Linked DNA regions of Mus musculus: regions 1 and 2 are each linked to region 3. The links are chromatin contacts, called in public HiCAR-type maps. All regions are on one chromosome and are shown on one strand. Each heading gives the region's core, a stretch centred on a gene start, on an enhancer-like site or on the middle of the called end of the contact. The rest is flanking DNA. Distances are from core to core; before and after follow the strand shown. Region 1 holds the start of Ndufb2 (NADH:ubiquinone oxidoreductase subunit B2). Region 2 holds the start of Tmem178b (transmembrane protein 178B). Region 3 holds the start of Ssbp1 (single-stranded DNA binding protein 1).

Region 1 (2,700 bases), core at 22-2,521, 880 kb before region 3:
CCATAACTTACAGTGGCCTTGCAAGCACACTAGGGCGGGAAGTTCAGTTGTTATTCTAATACAGGTGATGACTGTGTCTCATCCTATTGGTAGAGTGCGACCTCAGACTCTGCCATGGTTGGATAGTTCCTAATAGATGCAAAGGAAGGAGGGAAGGAAGGGGTCCATAGCTCTTGTCGTCAGAATGGAAGGCCTTTGTGTAAACAGGTTTTCCAGATGATTAAAATACTTGAATAATTTTACAAGGTGGAGATTATTAGAGTATTGACTGTTGGTGTGCTAGCTACTGTTTATAGAAAAAAGTCCGTTTCTCACAACCTCTTGGGGTTAGGAGTAGTCTTAGGTTTGGAGTCTATCCAGATTTCAACAGAGGCAATACTGAGAGAAAAAAGCAGGCCGAGGAAGGCGGACTATTTTAATAGCCAGTGGAGCCTTTGTTTCTTGAAGGAAATCTGAAGTGAGTGAAAAAATTAGTTTTTCTGGAAAGATGACAGTAGGCTATCCTATAGACCTAGTAACTCGGAACAGATATGTATGTCTTGTTTTATGAGGATGAGCTTGAAAATTCATATTCCCTCCCCACTAATGGCCGGAGACTGAGCGCATCTGCGCGTCTACGTGCATCTATTTGTGTTACAGCTCCCACTGCGAGTACATTTCTACGGCTGAAGTCAGGTCTCGATTTGTTGCCATCTTGGTGTTGCATCTTAACTGGACTGCCCTCATGTCCTTATTTTTCTGCTTGCTTATTACATTAATAACAAGAGGAAATGCCAAAAAACCTCGAATTGGCTAAGGCTCGAGGCGTTAGGAACTTTCCCCCATGTTCCTGGCCGACTTATTCCGAGTGTGCCGGGTTGGGTTCCTCAGGTGATTCCCGTGCCACCAGTCCAGGTTCTGAAATTTAACACCCTGGCTGATTAGTCATTCAGAACAATGCTGAAACAACGATGCTATAAAATAAACATTGCGATGTTATAAAATAAACATTGCGTGGTTCAGAAAGGGCTTAGGCCTTTAACAAGGGCCCACAGTGGCAAGAACATGCATGAAAGCACCGTCTATATGAGCCAAAGCAGGGAGCAGCAGTAAGGTCAGCCAAGAGCACCTTGCCAGGCTGTGCCACGAGGCAGCCAGGGCTCCTCCTGAAGGACGACCTATCTGCCCGTTAACCTGGAGCCTCTAAGGTCCGCCAATGGCTTGAACTTGTCCCCTGTGGCCTACCATCAGCCCGGGTAGAGACGCAGTGCGACGCAGTGACGTCACGGGCCGGGACTCGGGGAAGTGACGCATCAGGGGTGGGAACTGCAGTCTTGCTAGTATGTCTGCGCTCACCCGTCTGGTACCTTTCGGCCGCGTCGGAGGCCGCCTGCTCCGGGGCTGCCGCGCGCGGGCGGCTGGAGACAGTGGAGTCCGTCAGTGAGTGTCGGGCGGGGGCGAGGGTTCGGCCGGCTTGAACAGGCAGCGCTGCCATCCGGACGCTGTCACCTTGAAGCAGTCGCCCGGGAGGGTGCGTGAAACTCCGCTGCCGCCCGAGGCATGCTGGGTCTTGTAGTTTTGCCTGGACCGAGACTGGCCTTTTAGTCGGCTTGGTGGGCTAGAGGTGAAGGGATGGCGCAGGGTTGCGGGAGAGAGGCGTTAACTAAGACCCGAGTGATAAGAATCCAGTCCCGCACAGTCTCCCGGACTGAGCCTTCCAAGCAGCTGGCTAGTGGAGGTCCCGAGCGCATGGAGACGGGTGGAGATGGGCTCAGAGACAAGACGGGTCCAGGCAGGGCAGACACGGAGACCTTGAGTCAGTAAGGTAGTATAGTCTGTTCTTTTCACCATTAGGTACATTTTTACGATTAAAATTTGGCACTTTTTTTGAGCCTCACTGTGTAGCCTCGACTGACCTGGAACTCATTAGTGATCCTCCTGTCTCTGCTTTCGGAGTGCTGGGATTAAAGGCGTGCGCCCCCAAGTCAGTGTTTAGATTTGGCACTTTAAATCCTAGATTGGATGCTGTGTCTTACTCATTTTGCCTTCTCTCCACCCGAGATTTGTAATACTTATAGCTTTATTTTGTTGTATTGATCTGTCTCTCAGTCTCTGTCTGTCTCTGTCTCTCTGTCTCTGTCTCTCTCTCGCTCGCATATAACCTGGCAGGTTTTGTCCACCGAGATTTCTTTTAAGATCTTCATACCGTTTTGGGGATGCTTCCCGTCCAGTTTCACTACTTAGCTTGGATTTCCCTTACCTCCAACGGGGGAAGAAGGGTTCCACTATTCATCTAAGTTCCCAGCCCTTGGTTTGGGTTTTTGGGCCACAAAAGGTCCAACCCAGCAATAGTTCAGGTGGAAACTTACCTGAAGTTTGGCTTCTGGTAACTAAGTTTCAGTTTCCTTCTCGTTGATTTATTATTACTTTTCGCCCTTTCATTATGGGGCTACAGCTTGATTCAGGAGTCTAATGATAGACCACTTGTCTTGGGTCTCTGAGTCGTCAGAGTGGGATCCCTGTGAATGCCAGCTTCAGTACTGGCTTCCCAGGCATTTGTGCTCAGTTACTGATACTTTTTTTTTTTTTTTTAAGATTTATTTATTTATTATATGAAAGTACATTGTAGCTGTCTTCAGACACTTCAGAAGAGGGAGTCAGATCTCGTGTACGGATGGTTGTGAGCCACCATGTGGTTGCTGGGATTTGAACTCTGGACCT
Region 2 (2,700 bases), core at 89-2,588, 600 kb before region 3:
TTTGCATGTATGCCAAATGTATCCCTATTTTCAAGGACACAAATAGAATTGAGAAAAAGATAAGGAGAAGACACCCTGGCCAAAGTCGCTCAGCTTTATCAGGGCATCCCAGGGACCTCTGAGGATGATGTGGACTAGCAGGTGCCTGTAACTTCTAGACCAGCCGAGCATCATCTAAGAACCAAGTAGGTAATCCTAATGACTTCTCTTCACGAAGTAAATCCCCTTATAGAATTCAAGACTGAAAAACAAGGCACGCCCCTCCCCCACTAGATGGCACTGAAACGCCTTGTTCGCGATTTTCAAAATGCAGGGAGGAAAAAAAAAAAAAAAGACAAAAAGAATATGGTGGAGGTGCGTTCCTTTCGACTCACAAGTCCTGCTGTGCAAAGCTGGGTCCCTAGGGCACTCTCTTTTCCCCAGGGCAGCTCTTTATCCCTCAGTGGGGAACCCCGACTTTGGAGAGAGGGTGAAAACCGAAGGGTGAGCTTTAGAATGAAACCCCTAGTATGTGAAGCTGGATGGGAGGCTCCCAGCTTTGCGGCTCTGCTTCACGTGAGAGAAGCAGGGGGCGGGGTAGGGTGGGGATGGATCCTCTAGCTGGGGCCCACCTCTTCAAGGTCTGGAGTCTCGGTCCCACCTCAAAGAGGCCCTGCGGAGGCTAAATCCAGCGGTCATAGGGAAATCACGACAAACCCTATACCGAGGTTGCCTATAACTTCCTCTCCTCCAAAATCAACTGCCCTCTCACCCCACAGCGGCTCTCTTCTGGTCTTGAACGGATCAGTTAGTTGTCCCCTTTTCTTGCCGAAGAGTAAGGACAGGTGTGTGTGTGTGTGTGTGTGTGTGTGTGTGTGTGTGTGTGTGTATGTGTTGGGGTGTCGGCCGCTGGCTCACGGCTGCTCTCTGCTCAGTTCCAGGTAGAAACGCCAGTAGCTAGCAAGGTAGTGCTTATAGCTTTCTGGGGAAAAACAAAGATCAAACGAATAGGAGACACTAGAGGCGGAAACCGAGGTGCAGGGGTTCTCCCAGAGCCGGTTAAAGACCGTTCTCTAAGCATTTTCTTCTTTAAAGAACTGTGGCGAATTTAAGGGACTTTTCCACGGTCAAAAGAGAAACGGGAGACGTAGGCACCAACACTAAATTTATAATAATACACGTAAACATGCTACATATATGTATATGTGCATTAATATGGATGTGGTGGAGCCCATACCTACCTAGACACCATTGACTTGCCTGGCCAAAGAACAAGGCTCAGACATTTCGTGCCTGGAAAATGGTGTGGTTTAACTTTAAGAAGGCTAGAAAAATAAGAGATGAGGCTCACGTTGCACGGATGACATCACTAGCTTTTGGCTGCGCGCTCCGTGTTCTCGGCTGTGGGTTTTAGCCAAGGCTGCAGCGCCTGGAGGCCGAGCGAGTGACAGCGGCTTTCTCGGGCGCCCACACCCGGGCAATGCGATTTCTGGAGCCCCTGGGGTGCAGCTTGGGCTCTCGCTCCTCTCGGGCGTCGCCTGAGCCTGAGAGGCCCGGAAGCCTCTGCAGCTCGAGGAGGTAGGGAGGTGAAGCCGAGGCGCCCAGGCTCCCCCACCCCTCTATCCCCCGCCCCATTCACCCCAGTGCGGGGAGCCGGATCGCGGGACGCTGAGGCCGGGACGGGATATTCCACACGAGGCCGAGGGATCCCTAGTCTCGGCACCCGGGTGGGCTGAGAAGAAAATGGTGCAATCTGAGAGCGGCTGACCCCAGCTGGTTAGAGCAAGCGGTGCTGGAGTGCTTGGGCTCAGGTGGCGAAGGGGGCGGGTTGCTTCGAGCAGCCGGGCTCCGGGTTTTCTTCGTGCTCGCAGCATTTTCTCAGCACCTGGGCATCTCGCACGCGGGGCTGCGGAAGGCCAGGTGAAGTGGAGCAGAAGGGATATTGGAGAGGGCCGGGTGCACACACTCCAGGAAGAAGAAGGCGCTGGAGAGAGCCGCATGACACCGGGGAGGCTGGCGGCTGGGCGGGCAGCTCGCCACCCCTGAGCGACCTGTCCATGGTGTTGAAGGAGCTCCGAGCGCTCCGGGTGCGCCCTCCTCTGTGCAGTCCGTCCCTAACGCCCGTCAGCTGCCGCCCAGTCTCTGCAAACCCCGGGCCCTGAACAGTCGCGTAACGCCGCCCGAGTGTCCCCGCTGTCCAAAAGCGGAGCTGTCTTAATGGGGAGGCCAGAGGCAGGCCATCCGGGAGCTCGCGGGCAAAGGCTGGTAGAGACCATGCGTCTGCGGGCAGCTCGCTTCTGAGAGCACCCGTGGGGTCGGCAGGAGTCAAGGACCTAGTGGTGATCAGAGGACTCAGGCTTTGAAAAGACCCAACCTGGAAAAGAACAGTTCTGGGCACGCGTCCCCGGCCTTCGGCTGCAGACCGAAAAGGGGAGGAGAGTCCCAGAGAAAGAGATCCAGGCTGCACTCCCTACTCCGGGCAACCGGCCGTGAGCGCGATCCGTCCTTCGGCGAAGTGTCGCGTCCTCAGATCTCCCTCCCTATCATTCATTCCCAGGAAGCCAGGACTGTCACTCCGGTCAGCAAGCTGCACAGAGAAACCCAGCAAGCCTCGCCGTGGTCGAGAGCACTTGGTGTTTAGTTTGTGATTGCTGGGCGGCGTGCAGAGGCGGACGGAGGGTTAGGACTGTTGCCCCCTGAACGGTGGGAAGTGGCCGTGCT
Region 3 (2,700 bases), core at 38-2,537:
CTGAATCTTGTTGCCTTGGGTTCCTTAATTTGTAGGATTCATAAGTGCGTTACTTCACTAGGGCCAGGATTAGGGTAAACAACATAGGATTTAGAGGAGCAAAAGAAAGTCAGCAATCAAAAGAAAAGATGTCTCAATGCAGTATTTTGGAAATGTTAAAACTAAGAAATTTTACTATGAACATGATATTACCAAATACAAGATCAACAAGCTTAAGTTACTTGAGATTGTTTAAGACTGTCACTGAGTGCTGGATGTGATGGCACATGCCTTTAATCACAGCACTAGGGAGGTAGATGCAGCAAGGGGAATCTCTGGGAGTTAGAGACAAGCCTGGTCTGGTCTACATGAGATCCAAGTTTCAGGCCAGCCAGGGATACACAGCGAGACAGTGTCTTTTTTCTTTTCTCTTTCTCTCTCTCTCTCTCTCTCTCTCTCTCTCTCTCTCTCTCTCTCTTTCTTTCTTTTAAGCTTTTCCATCTAGAATAACTGCCAAAGATGTAGAATTGAAACACAAAATGAAAAAAAAAAATCTAAAAAATACTGATCAGTTTCTTTCTATAAAAGTAAAATCTTAATTACACTTTGCTTTAAAATAAAGCAACGTTTTGACTTTTAACACTTCTTCAAAATGTTTTGGAATTTCATAAACTTTTAATGTTTTAGGGAAAACATATATACAAATACATAATATAAGGGCGCATTTCTCTTGTGCCTTAGGCACAGTTTGGGACCGGTACTTAATAAAGATGTTAAAAATTTTGCTCCTCACGTGTTTCTTGAATTTTTTGACTTAACATGTTAACATATCTAGATCACCGAGGTTTTGACAGCAATTAATTCTTCAGTCTTACTGCATTAGGAGACTTGTGTCGGTTTTAGTTCCTCCAGGGGCTCAAATATGTTTTATTTCACCTACCTCACTCCCTTTCCCAGGCTGGGAACATCAAATAATTTCAATTTAGGGCTGGGAATAGAGTTCTGGCCAGAGTTTGGTTAGCCAGTGCGGGGCCACTACCGGAGCGAGGGTGGAGATCAGGAAAAACAAAACAAAACAAAAAACCCCAACAACCAAACTAAACCAAACCAAACAACAAAAAAACAAAACCAAAATCGTAAAACTACCCACAGGTGGCATCGTTGATCCGCCCACTTCCGCCTGGACAGAAGTTCCTGGCACTTCTAAATTGAGGGGTCGTGTTTCCGGCGACATCAGCCGGCGGCATTTCAACGACGCACTTCAGAGATTTCCTGTCTTTCCTTGCATCTCGCGAGCTTTGCGGGCTCCGTGCGCCGGAAGCGAGCCGCTGGCGGTCGGGCTCTGCGTGTCCGGTGAGGGAGGGGAGAAGGCTGGCACGAAGTTGTGTTTCCCGAGTGCACGGGCGCGTGCGGGGCTCGGGAGGAGTTGTGCGGCTCCTCGCTGGAGTCCGAGTGTCCCCCGCCGTTCCCTGTGCTGCTCGCGAGCGCCACTTTGGGGGAAGAGCAGCCTCTTGCCCCCGCGGCGAGGCTGGGGAGCCGGGCTTACTCAGCGCTAACGGGGACGAAGGCACTGATTTGCGTCCTTTCGGAGTAGCGTTTACTGTGCCCGCACTGTTTGTAGAGACAGTTTTAGGGGTCTAGAATAACAGAACAAGTTGGAAAAAAAAATGTCCGAGACAACTTCTATTGTAAAGAAATCTAGCAGACAATGGATTGCAAGTGAGAACAGGTTTTTCCCCTCTTTTCTGCTGGTTGAGACCCAGAACCACAGAGTTTCTTTTGTCTCGCTCAGTTTTTGTTTTCAAAAAGAAAGGAACTCCCCACACGTGCAAAAAATGCGGTTGCAAATTGGGTGCACGAGAAGCTGGACGCGCTTAGGATTTAGGACTAGAGAGCATGTGTGTTCTTGATGGATACTGTAGTTTCTTGATTTATCATTTTTCTCTTTTCTTTCTTTCCTTTAGGAAAAGCCTAAAGATTAGGTTGTAAGAAAAACAGAAGCCATGTTTCGAAGACCTGTGTTACAGGTAGTCACTTTTCTACATTAGTGAGTGCTCCAACCGTGTTTCCATAGTCTATAGCCATGTTTTGTTTTGTTGCTTTTCGATTTTGCATACATAAGCACGAGATTCTTACGCCTATCCAGCGTGTTCTATGTGTTTATTTGATGTGGGAGATTCAGAAGGGATTTTGTGTGTGTGTGTGTTTATGTGTGTGTGAAGCTCATAATGTTTACTGAATCAAAAATGATTTTTAAAGTGTATTCGCATATGTAGTACACCTCATGAATTTAATTTAGTAAATATTTGTTACCAGTGCTTAGATCAGAGTATTCATTTAATTATGTAAGTTATTATTATCATTTTTGTTTTGCTGTTTTTGAGACAGCCACTCATAGTTAAGACTATCTTGAGACTCACTGTTAGGCTGAGATGACCAAGAACCTTCCTCCTCCTGCTTCTACTTTGTCACCGATGGTATTTCAGGCCTGCCCCATCGCACCTGATTTCTTCTAACCTTGTCCCATATGGCTCTGGTCTTTTATGACCTTCTGGCCCCTCTCCTCCCCACTCCCATCTTGCTATCCAGAGAGCAGAGCTCACTTCTTGCCACAAATTCATGACCATTCTGCAATCTAGTCGGGTGTCCTCTACTCTAGCCAGCCTTAAGCAGGCCTTAATTACCATTTTTCCTCAGTGTGGCACGTGGGTACCAAGTCTT

The links. HiCAR-type assays count read pairs that join an accessible place to other places.
Region 1: a HiCAR-type map of astrocytes shows a contact between it and region 3, with 5 times the contacts expected there. The contact joins the promoter of Ndufb2 here to the promoter of Ssbp1 in region 3. A contact is called at or near these places in 3 of 39 promoter capture datasets (the C10 cell line, the HPC-7 cell line and cranial neural crest), 2 of 115 datasets of contacts at active chromatin or transcription factors (astrocytes and large pre-B cells) and 2 of 9 other capture datasets (adipose tissue and liver).
Region 2: a contact with region 3 is called in a HiCAR-type map of astrocytes, with 4 times the contacts expected there. The contact joins the promoter of Tmem178b here to the promoter of Ssbp1 in region 3. A contact is called at or near these places in 2 of 39 promoter capture datasets (embryonic stem cells and neural stem cells), 2 of 484 Hi-C or Micro-C datasets (both in embryonic stem cells), 11 of 115 datasets of contacts at active chromatin or transcription factors (astrocytes, embryonic basal ganglia, embryonic forebrain and 3 more) and 1 of 9 other capture datasets (embryonic stem cells).

The regions. Positions count from the first base shown.
Region 1 is chr6:39,591,294-39,593,993 of GRCm38.p6, forward strand. It overlaps Ndufb2 (NADH:ubiquinone oxidoreductase subunit B2), which reads left to right and starts at 1,272. Exons shown (of 4, transcript NM_001358797.1): 1 at 1,272-1,419. The coding sequence starts at 1,322.
Region 2 is chr6:39,870,098-39,872,797 of GRCm38.p6, forward strand. Tmem178b (transmembrane protein 178B) reads left to right here and starts at 1,339. Exons shown (of 4, transcript NM_001360978.1): 1 at 1,339-2,700.
Region 3 is chr6:40,470,128-40,472,827 of GRCm38.p6, forward strand. It overlaps Ssbp1 (single-stranded DNA binding protein 1), which reads left to right and starts at 1,288. Exons shown (of 6, transcript NM_028358.2): 1 at 1,288-1,332; 2 at 1,944-2,006. The coding sequence starts at 1,983.